Regions from separate parts of the Anser cygnoides genome. Here region 2 is linked to region 1. Evidence: chromatin contacts called from public Hi-C data. All regions are on one chromosome and are shown on one strand. The core of a region is the stretch at or near the end of the contact, and the rest is flanking DNA. Distances in the headings are between cores, read along the strand shown.

Evidence for each region. A called contact is a pair of places that touch in the nucleus more often than the background predicts.
Region 2: a Hi-C map of granulosa cells shows a contact between it and region 1, with 4 times the contacts expected there. The contact joins the enhancer-like site here to the promoter of MTHFSD in region 1. A contact is called at or near these places in 4 of 7 Hi-C or Micro-C datasets (granulosa cells and liver).

The regions. Positions count from the first base shown.
Region 1 is chr12:3,110,200-3,112,997 of Taihu_goose_T2T_genome, forward strand. MTHFSD (methenyltetrahydrofolate synthetase domain containing) reads right to left here and starts at 1,395. Exons shown (of 10, transcript XM_048075141.2): 1 at 1,298-1,395; 2 at 1,023-1,126. The coding sequence starts at 1,325.
Region 2 is chr12:3,441,470-3,444,559 of Taihu_goose_T2T_genome, forward strand. No RefSeq gene overlaps it. Among named protein-coding and RNA genes, the nearest start is that of ZDHHC7, 33 kb to the right of the region's middle. Within about 2 kb of position 1,417, at least 1 of the 3 cell types and tissues checked has open chromatin away from gene starts, as enhancers often do.

The DNA.
Region 1 (2,798 bases), core at 145-2,644:
CCACTAACATCTTGCAGGCCACAGAAAAAAAGGGGACCTGGGTACACTCACTTTGCCTAAGTTGACTCCATTCACTCCTGACTCAAAGTCGGAGGGCAATTTCCCTGTTTAGACAATGAACACAAACAGGTTCCTTTAAACAAAGGACACAGAGGCTGGTTTTGGATGAACCACTTTCGGGACAAGTCTCCCTTTGCAAAGCCTATATGGAGCTCAAGAAATTAAGTTCTTAGAGTGAGGTGCGAAAACCTGGTGAAACACAAACAAAATGCAGCACACACCTGCCACGGCCTATCTGTGGGAGATCACAGAACGGCTCGGGTGGGAAGGGACCTCAAAGATCATCCAGTTCCCACCCCCTGCCATGGGCGGGGACACCACCCACTGGATCAGGCTGGCCAAGGCCCCATCCAGCCTGGCCTTGGGCACCTCCAGGGATGGGGCAGCCACATCCTCCGGGCAACCTGTGCCAGCGCCTCACCACCCTTACAGCGCAGAACTTCCTCCTAATGCCTAGTCTGAATCTCTTCTCTTTTAGTTTAAGACCATTCCCCCTCATCCTATCACTACCTGCCCAAGCAGAGCCCCCCTTCCATCCTTTTCTTTATCCCTTTTAGCATTGAAAGGCTGCAGCGAGGTTTCCCCGGATGCTTCCCTTCTGCAAGCTGCACACCCCCGGCCTTTCCTCACAGGGGCACACCCCAGGCACGGCAGAGCTTTGCATTTGCTGACCCGCAGCGCACCGGAGGTGCACGGGGTGACGATCTCAGCTCTCTGCCGCCGCCGCCACCACGATCACCACCTCCATCGCCTCCTCCACCACCACCACCACTTCCACCACCACCTCAACCGCCAGCTCCACCTCCGCCGCCTCCATCCTTGCCTTCACTACCATCACCACTACCTCCATCGCTCCCACCACCACGCCCAGGACCACCTCCTCCTCCACCACCACCCCCACCTCCGTCACCATCACCCCCAGAACCTCCACCACCCCCACCTCCTCACCCTCCCCCCCGTACCTTGAAGTTGGGGATGCGGCCGTGCACGGGCCGGGGTCTCTCCGCCAGGCCGCTGCTCTCCAGGTAGCCCCACACCAGCTCCCGGACGCCGCCCTTAGATGTCCCTGAGGGAACGGGGGGCAGCGCTCAGCTACAGCCCCCCCTAAATCCCCTCAGCCCAACCGCCGCCCCCAACGGTCACCCTCGCGCCCCCCCCGGCCGTGACGTAACGCCCCGCGTGACGTCACGCCCCCCACCGTGACGTCGCGCCCCCGCGCCCCGCCCCCGCCGCTCACCCGCGCGCGGCCCCGCGCCCCCCTGCATGGCGGCGAGAGCCGCCCAGGGGTGGGGCTTCCGGCCCCGGCTTGGCTCCGCCCACCGCTCCGGGAGGCTACGGCGGGGCGGAGGGGACAAAAAGGTGCGAGGGCGAAGGGGAAATGGGGGGGGGGGGAATAGGAATAGGAATAGGAATAGGAATAGGAATAGGAATAGGAATAGGAATAGGAATAGGAATAGGAATAGGAATAGGAATAGGAATAGGAATAGGAATAGGAATAGGAATAGGAATAGGAATAGGAATAGGAATAGGAATAGGAATAGGAATAGGAATAGGAATAGGAATAGGAATAGGAATAGGAATAGGAATAGGAATAGGAATAGGAATAGGAATAGGAATAGGAATAGGAATAGGAATAGGAATAGGAATGAACGCCCCAAAGAGAAGCCCCCTCTCCCGCCATAGCCTGTTCTGCAGTGCCACACGCTGTGAGGAAAACCCCAAGCCCAACCCATGGGCCTTTCCCCGAGTCATGCCCCAAAATCCCGGCCATGTCCCCGTGCTTTGCCAGCCCCCGAGGGGCCGCGTTTTGACTTAAGGTTCACAGCAGAAATCAGGGAGAGCTTATGTACAGAAACAGGGCGCAGCACAGCCCCCCAGGATCCCATAGCCTTCCTTTCAGTCGTATGTTTTACCTGGAAAAAAGCACACTTCTCATAAAACAAACTCCCAAATCAACTATTTAATCAGTTATTTTTCCATTTAAAGTCATCCAGTCATACATAAAGCACTACCCAGCCTTTACGTGCGATTCCAGGTCCGCCAGCATCTGCGAAGCACGCTTCTCACCCACATATAATGGGATGGCAAACGATTTATTTGCCCGATTTATTATTTATGGGACGGATGCATTCCCCAAGCACCCCGAGAAAAGCAGAGCGGGACAGGAGGGCTGTGGGAGCGACGAGCCATGGCTTTGTCTTAAAGCCTCTCAGGGAAGAATGGGACATGGCTTTGGGGTTCGGTTTCTGATCTGCTTGGCTCGGGTGCTGCCGATACACGTCCACGGCCGGAGCTGACTGTTGCTTTGCCAGCCCAAAAAGCGGAACAAATTAGGATGCTCTTCTCTGAATAGTTGCAGATGTTTCGCTGGGCAGATGCAAGTGCATTTTCTTTCTGGGGCTGCTGTTGGTTGCCGAGCTGTTTTTTTCACAGCGCAAAGCAAAGGCCACGGCTCCACTGGGCCCGGGAGTCTTTCCCCCTCCAACAATTTGTTTTTCAAGCTCAAACCGATACCGTGGACTTGGGCTAAACGCTGTGGTGAGCCTGGGGCTTCACCTTCCCACCGAAACCCCTCGTCAGCATTTGGAGAAAGAACTCGGAGCCCTGGTTCCGCAATGGGGTGCGCTTAGGAAGAGCCTTTTCACTACCTCCGAGTGCTGCTGGAGCCAGTGGGAATCCGTCCAGGCATAATAGACCACCCATGTGGAGCTGGGCCTAAATGTTTGAAGCTCATTCCT
Region 2 (3,090 bases), core at 167-2,666, 330 kb after region 1:
TGACGAGCATTTTTGAACTTTGAACTCTCTGACCTTTAAAGCCTCCAAAATAAACCCGGGGCGACTCTAAAGAAACAGCACCAAATGGCAGAGTCAGTCCCTTGGTTGGCTTTGTCTCTCCTTTGCAAGCAATACAAGAAAGGCCCCTATTTTGCCCCATTTTGTACCTTTCTTCCCTCCTCCAGTTTGCCCGGTTTATGTCTGTATTAATCGCAGAAGACTTTATGCCCAGGTATGGAACACACAGAGCCATTTTACATTAAAGATCTTTCAGTCCAGCACAGCTGAATAAAATAAATAAATAAATAAATAAAATGCTTGTAATAACAAAAAGCTAATTTTAGCAGCTCCGTCAGTAACTGTGAGCCTCAGAGGAATGTTTCACCTTTTTTTATCCCAGTTTTAGCAATTTTCTGGGAGAAGACATCCTCTTACTAGTTTTGATGCTAACATTCGCTGCTGCCTGGGGCCAGCACACGAGACCATATGTAGTGGTTTAGGGATATTTTCTGAACACAATTAGCTCAGAGATGTTTAATAAATACACAAATTCATCTCGCAGGAATGGGAGCTTATCATCCCATAACAAGATCTGTAAATGCCAGAGACCATTCTTCAACCTGAGCCTGTGCAAGGGGCTCGGTGCAAGAACGAGTGGCAGCTGCATGGAGCAAACCCCTCACCTCTTTGTCGCTGGGTTTGCTGGAGCATTTTTGCATTGAGAAAGAGGAGACCGGTGTTTGCAACCTCTCCTGAGCTTTGCTGCTCGCTCCCTACCTGTACTGTCCTCATAAAGTATAAAATAGTGCCATCTACTGACATTGCATGTCCACGCTCTCCCAAACATCTGAAACAACCGCTGGGTACTCAGCAGGAAACCTCAAGAGCTGATTTTTCTATCCCTTGCTCATTGGGTGAACTCTCAGAGGCACGCTGTTTGGCTGGTACTAAAACAGCCATAAGCTAACATTTGCAAAGAACATGAATTTCTGATAACACCAAAGTCATGGGGTAAGCATGAGATCAGCCCCAAAGGTAAAAACACCCAGCATGCTTTCACGTCTTGAACCCCCAGTCACCCAAATGTCAACCACAAGAGCAAACCAACATGATGTATGCATGCCTACTAACAGTAAGGAGGGTTTATTTTGAGATACATGTATACAGCAAGTTTTTGAAGTACACAAACTACATAAAAATTGTGCACTCATCTCAGAAGAGCCTTGGTTTGGGAAAAACTGCAGCTTGCAGCACCTACAGCAGCATGTCCCAGAGGGTGTTTCCCAGCTCCCTGCAGAAGCTGGCATTTTCCCTATCTCCCCACGTGGGCGAGGAGCACGCAGTCCTCCCCAGGCTGGCTCCTGCAAGCCGCTCGGCTCTCCACGTCCCTGCTCCTCCGTCCTCCCACCCATCTAATTGCAGCAGGCTCCGGATCCTCGGCCAGAAGTCCCGGCGTGACAAATGAAGCTGTGTAACTTTCCATTTACCAGCCTCCTCGAAGAGGATATGCAAGCGCTTGATTACAGCACGTTATCAGATACCAGCACTGGGATTTTTCCCTCTCCTGTTGTTTTTACGGCGACGATAAGTTGTTACGATCTTTATTTTACAAGACAGCGCTCGTTGGCCGGGCCGACGGAGCGGGGTCGCTGATTGCCATGACTTCCCTGCAGGTATAAAGACCGGTGATTTATGGCAGGGGAAATTCATATTAACCATAAATATCTTAATAACCAGCCGTCTGGGGGAGAGAGCGGGCTGTGCATCCAGCGCAGACTAATTGCTGTTTAATGGGCAGCATCTACGGCGCTCTCCAAAACAATGCTCCTGGCAGAGGGTGTTGCTGAGGTTATAGAAAGGGCTTTTAATCTGCAAGAGGAAACAAGCCACGGCAGTGCAGGCTGCTGCTCTGGGCTCAGCCCTGCTAGCCTGCAAGAGCTGGTTATCTCGTAGCAAAAACAGAGATGCTGTCTCCTGCCCACAGCCAACAGCTGGACCCAAAACACCCAACTACCTCCAGCTACCCTTGCCAAAAAGGGCCCTCAGACCTCCTGCACATCGAGATGAAGACTGGAAACACAATCTCTGGCTAATTTTGTAATATTCTGGGTGCTTTTTAGCCAGGAAGGCTTACCGGGAGCCTGGGGCTAAGTTGGAAGAGGAGGTGGAAGGTGGACGCCAGGATGCTGTGGTTTTCTACACAAGCTTCCTGCACAGTTAGGTGGGAGGTCTGGAGACCTCTCTGCTGTTTGACCACCTGCTGGGCCTCGTGTCCAAAAATAGCTGTTGCTCACCAGCTCACCCCATTGCTTTTTTGTTCTTAATTCAGCAGAGACTGCTCTTTGGAGCGCTGCCTTCCCCCAGGTACCTGCCTCCCCACTCCTCTCTCAACTCAGACTTCAAAGAAACCCAGTCCTTGTGGCACTTTCACTGAAGGGGGAGATAAATGAGCCTGAGGATAGCTCTCATTTTTTAACGTAAATCCCATGGCTTTTGGTTCACAGGATCTCTTTCAACCCATAGGGAGGTTTCATCTGCATTGCATCCTCTGCAGAGCTCTAAGCCAAAGGACCTCCTCAGGGTTTACCCCCAGATTAAGGTACTAATGAAAATAAAAGGACTAGGATGTGACCCATGGTTCTGCCTAGATGTAGGATCATTTACCGTTTCTTTGAGATCAGCTGGCAGGAAACACCACTCATATTTTAAATGTCTCCTGCCTTTCTATCCAGGATCGTTATTACGAGAGAGCTCTACACAGAAGTGAGTGATGAGGAGCCACAAAAATTAGTTCAAAGGTCTGGCCGTTTCCCTGTTTAGCCATGCTATTTGATGGTGTGTAGCTGAAAACATTGTTAAAGTACCTACTGTTTTAGCAAAACTCTTCCAAATTCCCTGGTTCAAGAGGAGCACAGCTTTCCACCGATCTTCACGTTCCTCAAATCTGATAAATTTAAAATCAAGAGCGATGAAATAAATGTTATCAATATTCTTGGACTTTAAATGATAGTTTGGGAAATACTCCACAAAAAACATTGTTTGGGTTACCTCTGGTACATGAATGTTAGGAGCAGCTGAAATAACGATGTT